2 separate regions of the Sus scrofa genome follow, and region 2 is linked to region 1. A link is a contact called in public HiChIP or PLAC-seq data. All regions are on one chromosome and are shown on one strand. Each heading gives the region's core, a stretch centred on a gene start, on an enhancer-like site or on the middle of the called end of the contact. The rest is flanking DNA. Distances are from core to core; before and after follow the strand shown.

Region 1 (3,918 bases), core at 537-3,036:
CAGAGATTTGGGAGAAGGGGTGATCAGAGTGGGGTCAGGCAGTTCAGGCGCTTCAGTGCTGGATAAACGCTTGAAAGACACCCTCTCCCTCAGCCCACCAGGAGCTGGGGTCAGCAACACTTAGAGCAATGTCAATTTAAAATGGACTCCACACGATCTAAATTGCTAAAGTGCTAAAATCTCAACACACTCTAAAAGCTGAGAATTATGTTTTATTTGGCGGCCTCTCTGAGGACTCAAGCCCTGAAGGCAGACTCTGAGCTCTGTGGGATGGCTCTGCAGAGAGAAGGGAGGAGCCAGTATATGTAGGAGTTTTTGCAACAAAAACCAGGTAGTTGGTACATCAGGAGATTACAGTTAATTAAAGAAAAACCGTATTTCTCCGTTAATGAATGTAGTGTTTTTCTTGTATTGGAAGATACAAGAGTCTGGGCTCCTTGAATCATTCCTTTGATATGCACCTTAACCATCCGGGGGCAGGATCCCGGTTCTTCCATCCTAAATCCCCCCGGGGTGCACTGGCGGGGTGGCTGCAGTGGCTGATGGCTTGATGGCCACAATATCCGTCTCATCCACAGCAGACTGCCGACGGCACAGGACATCACAGTGGAGGTGCCTGGATGTGCGGGGGCATTGAGGCCCTCCGGGCCTGGCTGTGCATGGCCCTGTGACCCGGGAGTGAGGCAGGCCAGGGCCAGGGCTCAGTGCTCTCCTGTCAGACGTGAAATTCCCACCAGCTTTGAACAAGGGGCCTGTCCTTGTTCAAAGAAGGATGGCACCGGAATCCAGGTTCTTGTTCACGGCAGTCGAAGAATGAACTCCGTGAATACACAGGCAGCAAGCAAGCAAAGTATTAAAGAAAAGCAAATAGCTCCCAGGACAGGCTGAGAGGGGGGGAGAAGAGCCCCCCCTTCCTCTATTGTCCTTTAGGGGTTTTTAATTTCTTAAAGATGGGAGGGTCCCGACGCGGGGTCCAGAAAGATGTGGTTTTCTCCCATTGGCCCTGCTCAGTTACCTGTATCCTGACCTTTAGAGACTGGGGCCGGGGGTTTCTGTGCCTGGGGAAGGGGACAGAGGGAACTGGGCCGCCCTCTGCTTGCCTTCCCCCAAGGTCGCACACAGAGATGGAGGGATCCGTGGGGGGGGGGGACGACTTTCGAGGAGGCCAGAACTACTCCCCAGCCAGTCACCTCCTCAGTGGGGCCTCTGGAACCACGCTGGCTCCTGCTGGAAGGGTGAACTCTGATTTATTTTTCTGGGTAGTATGTATACCTGTATGATTGTCTTGTTCATAGACGCCTGGTGAGGCTAGAGTGTGTTTTGTGCATTCTGCCTCCCCCCAAACCCTGATAAATATCCGTGGAGAGAATTACATTTATGCCTTAAAAACAAAAATTATTTCACCTTTAATGTATATTGCTGTACCCTAAGTAGCTCTGGGAGAAATGCCCACTCACTAAACGAGATCTGAATCATGTACACCGGATTCGCTAGGCTCTGTGCTCGGCGAGGACAGGGTCCTAGAACCTGGTGAGCACGTAGTATGTCTCCAGGGAAATACCTGGAAGCGCCTCCTTGTCGGATGGGCACACCGCCCCTCGGCTTCCCCTGTGACACGCGGAGGACGGCGGGGCGGGCCCCGGACTACGCTTCCCGGCGGCCCCTGCGCGCCCGGGGGGCTCGGGCGGGGCTAAGGCTGGGGGCGGGGCCTACGGTCGGGGCGGGGCCTGAAGCGGACCGGGGGCGGGGCGGACTACAAAGCCCAGGGGCGGGCGCTCGGGCGCAGAGTGCCCGCAGCGCCGGCTGAAACGCGGCGCGGCGCAGCGCAGCGCGGCGCGCACGGCGGGAGCGACCCGCGAGTGGACGGGCCCGGCGGTTGGACCGGCGCCTCTGCTGCCCCGCTCGCTCCCCGCCGCCCCCAATGAGCGCAGCCCCACGCGGCCCAGGTCCGTAGGCGGCTGGGCGCCCTCCATGCTGCTGCAGCCCGCGCCGTGCGCCCCAAGCGCGGGCTTCCCGCGGCCCCCGGCCGCCCCCGGCGCCATGCACGGCTCGCAGAAGGACACCACGTTCACCAAGATCTTCGTGGGCGGCCTGCCCTACCACACCACCGACGCCTCGCTCAGGAAGTACTTCGAGGGCTTCGGGGACATCGAAGAGGCCGTGGTCATCACCGACCGCCAGACGGGCAAGTCCCGCGGCTACGGCTTCGTAAGTGGCCCCGCGGCCGGGTGCACCCCGCCCCGCACTTATCGCGGCCGGAGCGCTGAGTCAACCGGCGGGCGCACGCCAGCCCGGGGCGCCTCCCGCCGGCGTCCGCACCTGCTGCCCCCTCTCGGGCTCCAGCAGGTCCTGCCCCCGCCCCCTGGGCCCCATCTCCCTGCCCCCACCCCACGCCGGCTTTGAAAGGGAGAGCCGCTGTGTTCAATTCGGACTCCTAAGTTTGTGGAGAGGTTTGGGGGACAGACACTTACCCTTGGGACTTCCTGGAGCAACAAGCGACCGAGTTGCAGGGCCTCACCCCAGGGCGCTTAGGAGCCTTTAAGCAAACCCCGTTTTTTTTTCCAACAGCCCTCGCAGAAACCCTAAAAATCTAAGTGAAAAACGGCTCTGAGACACGGTCTCCTACTTACCTTCTAACTACAGTGTCCCCAAACCTCCCATGAGGAAATTTGTGGCCCCCACTGGTGCGATAGGCCAGGCCGGGTCCTTTGCCTCCCTTGGCATTGCCCTGTCTCTCTTGGGATTGTTTCTGTTCTTGAAGGCAACGTTTCTTAGCACTTGAACTTGGAGGGAGGAGTTGGGATCCAGGGGGCAGCTCCGTGGGAGGGTCCCAGTCTGGGGTCAGAGGGGACTGGGCCTGGAGCCTTGGGTAACAGGCACCCGGGGTGGGGGGAAGTGAGTGCCTGGTGCCAGGGCAGAGCCTGCTCTCTGCTCCCCCCACCGGCTAGGGAAACCCCTCCAGGTGACTAAGTCCCTGTTCCTCCAGGTGACTATGGCAGACCGGGCGGCAGCTGAGAGGGCTTGCAAAGACCCTAACCCCAACATCGACGGCCGCAAGGCCAACGTGAACCTGGCCTATCTGGGTGCCAAGCCGCGGAGCCTCCAGACGGGTGAGAGCTTGTGTTTGCCTTCCTTGGCGCTTCTGGTTGCTATATTCAGCGACGGTATCTGTCGGGTAGAAGAGCCACCCCCCCCAGCCACCCCCTCCCCCGCCCTGCTCCAGGAGTGGCAGTAGGCTGTCATGTGCTCCCAGAGACAGCCGTCACAGGGCAGTCATCCCCCAGCTTGGAAGCTGAACCCCTTCTTCTAGCCACGTGTGCCAGTGGGACAGGAGGGCATGTCACCTCGTTGTCAGCTGTCCTTGCTAGAGGGAGGAAGTTGGTTCCCCCGGGCTGGAAGTTGGGAGGAGAGACACCTAGAGGTTGCTGCCCCTCAGGTCCTTGGCCCCCTTCAGCTGGGAGTTTGGGGTTGGAGGTGGCCTGGGAGGGGCCTGGGAGGGGAGGGGAAGCCGATTGTCCCTTTGGATTAGAGGTGGGCAGCTGTGTGGTTCTTTCCTGGAGGTGGCCTGGGAGGGGAGGGGAAGCCGATTGTCCCTTTGGATTAGAGGTGGGCAGCTGTGTGGGTCTTTCCTGGGTGCGGCCAGGCCCCTAACCAGTCTCTCATTTTAGGCTTTGCCATCGGCGTGCAGCAGCTGCACCCCACCTTGATCCAGCGGACTTACGGGTGAGCGGACGTGGCTGGCCGGGGACGGGGAGCACAGGGGGAGCTTGGAGACCAGGGCAGGGGCTTCCTGGGTCTCCGTCTGTAGGTGCCCATCATCAGGGAGTCTCTCACCCTGGGACCGCCAACCCCATGGCACCGGTTGTGCTGTTTGCAGCCACCTTCGTGTGTCTCAGAACCATCCGTTGCTCCGACGTT
Region 2 (3,918 bases), core at 381-2,880, 91 kb after region 1:
GGTTAAGGATCTGGCATTGCCGTGAGCTGTGGTGTAGGTTGCAGACGCGGCTCGGATCCTGCATCGCTGTGGCTGTGGTGTAGGCTGGTGGCTCCAGCTCCGATTAGACCCCTAGCCTGGGAACCTCCATATGCCATGGGAGTGGCCCTAGAAAAGGCAAAAAGACGAGAAAAAAAAAAAAAAGTCACCACCATACCAAGGCCATCTAGATTTTTTGTCTTATGTTATCTTCTAGGCCTTTTATAGTTTTGTGTTTTGCGTTTAGGTCTGTGACCCATTTTGAGTTAATTTTTGTGAAGGGTGTCCAGATTCGTGTCTAGATTCTTTTTTTTTTTTTTTTTTTTCGTGTGGACGTCCATGGTTCCTGCACCATTGGTTGAAAAGGAGGTCTTTTCTCTCTTGTGCTGCTCCTTCTCGAAGGGCAGCTGACTATCTCTGGGGGTCTGTTTCTGAGCTCTCTCTTCTGTTCCACTGAGCTGTCTGTTCCTTCACCAATATCACCCTGTCTTGATTACCACCAAAGCGTTAGAATACGTCTTGGAGCCGGAGAGTCAGTCCTTCAACTTCATTCTTCTTCAGTATTAAGTAGGCTCTCCTGGGTCTTTTGCTCTCTCTTCTAAACCTTAGACTCAGCTTCTCAATCCAGAAAATAACGTGCTGAGATTTTGGTAGGAGCTGCACTGAATCTGCCGGTGACATCCTGACGGTACTGAGGTTTCTCATCCATGAACATGGAATGTCTCTCCATTTATTTAGCTCTTCTGGTCGACTTACAAGGTTAATTTCTGCCGTACAACGAAGTGACTCCGTTTCACACACACACACACACGATACATATACACAGATTCTTTTTGTATTCTTTCCCAATACGGTTTATCACAAGATGTTGAACGCGGCTCCTTGTGCTGCGCAGTAGGACCTGCTGTTCACCCGGGGCCGTCTTCACTTCTCTTATAATACTGATCTCCAGCATTTCTTTTTGGTCTGTCTTCGGATTTCCAGCTCTGCTTACACGGCCCGTCTGTGCTTCTGGGCTGCCTCCTTTCCCCCTTAGAGCCCCTTTGCATTAATCACAGTGGTTTTAAACTCCTGGTCTGATCATTCCAACGTCTCTGTTGTTTCTGTGTTTTGTTGCCTTTTTTTTTTTTTTTTTTGTCTTTTTAGGGCCATACCTGCAGCATATGGAGGTTCCTAGGCTAGGGGTCTAATCAGAGCTGGAGCTGCCGGCCTACGCCACAGCCACAGCAACGTGGGTTCCAAGCCATGTCTGCAACCTACATCACAGCTCACGGCAACGCTGGATCCTTAACCCACTGAGCGAGGCCAGGGATCGAAACTGTGCCCTCATGGATGCCTGTGAGATTCATTTCCACTGAGTCACGACGGGAACTCCCCGTTTCTCGTTCTGATGCTTGCTCTGTTTCTTCAGATTGTGGGGTTGTTTTTGTCGTTTGGAATGCGGTGGCATTTTTTTCTTGAGAGCTGGGCGTGACGTCCTGCTTAAGAGGCTGCCGTAAACAGGCCTCAGTAACGTGGTGCTGGGAGTGCAGGATGTGCAGCCTTTTAGGTCTCGGCCTTTTCGGGAGCTCAGTTTCTTTTCCTTTCTCTGTTGGGTGTGGACAGAATGTCTAGAACGGGCTGGTTATTTTCCTTCTCCATGTCAGTGAGGCTCTGATAAAACCCCAGTGGGCCAGGCTCTGGTTAACTAGTTTCCTCTTTTTGCTGTTTTTCCAGGGCCGCACCCATGGCCTGTGGAAGTTCCCAGGCTAGGGGTCAAATCAGAGCAGTAGCAACGCCGGATCTTTGACCCACTGAGGAAGACCAGGGATCAAACCCGCATCCTCATGGATCCTAGTCAGGTTCTTAACCCACAGAGCCACAATAGGAACTCCTGGTCAGTTTCCTGTAGGGCAAGCCTTTGGGACTGAGAGCCCTGGGGCAATATGGACCAGCTCCTCCCCACTGCCCCTGCAGGAAGTAGGAGATTTTTTAGATATTCACTGTGGGGACCTTGCTAAATTCCTGCTGGTAAATCTCACACTATCACGGGGGTCCCGCTGGAGCGGATCCCGTGCACATCGGAGCGCTCGGAGTTGCGCACGCTGACCTGCAGCCATGCGTCAATGACAGCCCAGTTCCCCCACGTCAGCAGGCTCTGTTTCCAAGTCTCTGCTCAGGAAGGAGGGACGCCCTGCACACACCTTTTGGGTCTCCAGTCTTGGCAGCAGCGGTTTGCCGTGTGTCTTCGCCCCTCCTAAGGATCCTAAAAGAGCTGGCGATTGTCCCCTCTGTCCTGCTTTCTCCTTGTTCCGAAAGAGTGGCAACTTCAGTTCAGGTTCCTTACGCACAGAACCGGAAAGTCCCTCTATATTTTCTTAAAGAGCCTAGTTGAGATCTAATTCACATACTACACAATTCATCCCTTGAAAGTGTATACTTCAAGGTTTTTGGTTTATTTGCAGGATTCTGCAACCGTCCACCACACTCACCTTTAGAACATTTCAAAAAGGAACCCTCTACTCTTTTTTTTTTTTTTTTTTGCCTTTCTCTAAGGCTGCACCCTCGGCATATGGAGGTTCCCGGGCTCGGGGTCTAATGGGAGCTGTAGCGACTGGCCTACACCAGAGCCCCAGCAACGCCAGATCTGAGCCATGTCTGCAACCTACAACACAGCTCACAGTAATGCCGAATCCTTAAATCCTTAACCCGCTGAGCGAGGTAGGGGATCGAACCTGCCACCTCATGGTTCCTAGGCGGATTCCTTAACCACTGCACCATGACGGGAACTCCCAGGAACCCTACTACTCTTAACTCCCAGGAACCTCTACTCTTTTTTTTTTTTTTTTTTTTTGTCTTTTTTGTCTTTTTGTTGTCGTTGTTGTTGTTGTTGCTATTTCTTGGGCCGCTTCCGCGGCATATGGAGGTTCCCAGGCTAGGGGTTGAATCCGAGCTGTAGCCACCGGCCTATGCCAGAGCCACAGCAATGCGGGATCCGAGCCGCGTCTGCGACCTACACCACAGCTCATGGCAACGCTGGATCGTTAACCCACTGAGCAAGGGCAGGGACCGAACCCGCAACCTCATGGTTCCTAGTCGGATTCGTTAACCACTGCGCCACGACGGGAACTTCGGGAACCTCTACTCTTAACAGTCCCTCTGTGTCCCCTCCCTCTAGCTCCTGGCAGCCACGAATCAACTTTCTGTCTCCACGGATTTGCCTGTTTCTGGACATTTCATTCAAATGGATCATATCATGTGGTCTTCTGTGTCTGACCTCTTTCAGGGTTCACACACACCATAGCCTGTACCCTTTTCATGGCTGAATAATATTCCACCCTGTGGATGGACCATGTTTTATCTCCTTGTTAGTTGAAGGACATTGGGGGAGTTTCCACTTCTTGGTTATTATGAATAATGCTGCTGTGAACATCTGTACACGTTTTTGTGAGGCCGTATGTTTTCACACCTCAAAAGAGAACTGCCAGGTCACATGATAACTCCATGTTTAACTTTTTGAGGAACTGCCACTGCCTTGCAAGGCGACTTCACCATGTACAAATCCTACCAGCAATGTACAAAGGTCTAATTTTTCCGTATCTTTTATTATCTGCCTTCGGCCATCCTCATGGCTGCTTCTATGGCTATCACACTGTGATTCTGACGTGCATTTCCTCGGTGACGAATCTTTTCATGAACCTATGGGCCATTTGTACATTTTCTTGGGAGAAATGCTTAGATCTTTGGCCTGTTTCTAATAAGGTAGTTATTTTTGTATTATTGAGTTGTAAAAGTCCTTCATATATTCTAGATGTAAGTCCAAAGGTGCTTGCTTGCTTGCTTGCTTTTGTTTTTTTAGGGCCGCATCCACAGCATATGGAGGTTCCCAGGCTAGGGGTCGAATCAGAGCTACAGCTGCCG

Evidence for each region. HiChIP or PLAC-seq counts read pairs in DNA pulled down with a chosen protein or histone mark.
Region 2: an H3K27ac HiChIP or PLAC-seq map of alveolar macrophages shows a contact between it and region 1. The contact joins the enhancer-like site here to the promoter of RBM38 in region 1. A contact is called at or near these places in 1 of 5 promoter capture datasets (skeletal muscle), 3 of 47 Hi-C or Micro-C datasets (fetal liver, omental adipose tissue and subcutaneous adipose tissue) and 2 of 2 datasets of contacts at active chromatin or transcription factors (alveolar macrophages and skeletal muscle).

The regions. Positions count from the first base shown.
Region 1 is chr17:57,781,370-57,785,287 of Sscrofa11.1, forward strand. It overlaps RBM38 (RNA binding motif protein 38), which reads left to right and starts at 1,787. Exons shown (of 4, transcript NM_001105312.1): 1 at 1,787-2,208; 2 at 2,987-3,110; 3 at 3,669-3,723. The coding sequence starts at 1,972.
Region 2 is chr17:57,872,096-57,876,013 of Sscrofa11.1, forward strand. The region is part of intron 8 of CTCFL (CCCTC-binding factor like); the gene reads right to left. Among named protein-coding and RNA genes, the nearest start is that of CTCFL, 17 kb to the right of the region's middle. Within about 2 kb of position 1,631, at least 2 of the 83 cell types and tissues checked have an H3K27ac peak or open chromatin away from gene starts, as enhancers often do. A contact at or near this core is called in alveolar macrophages, where this site is marked.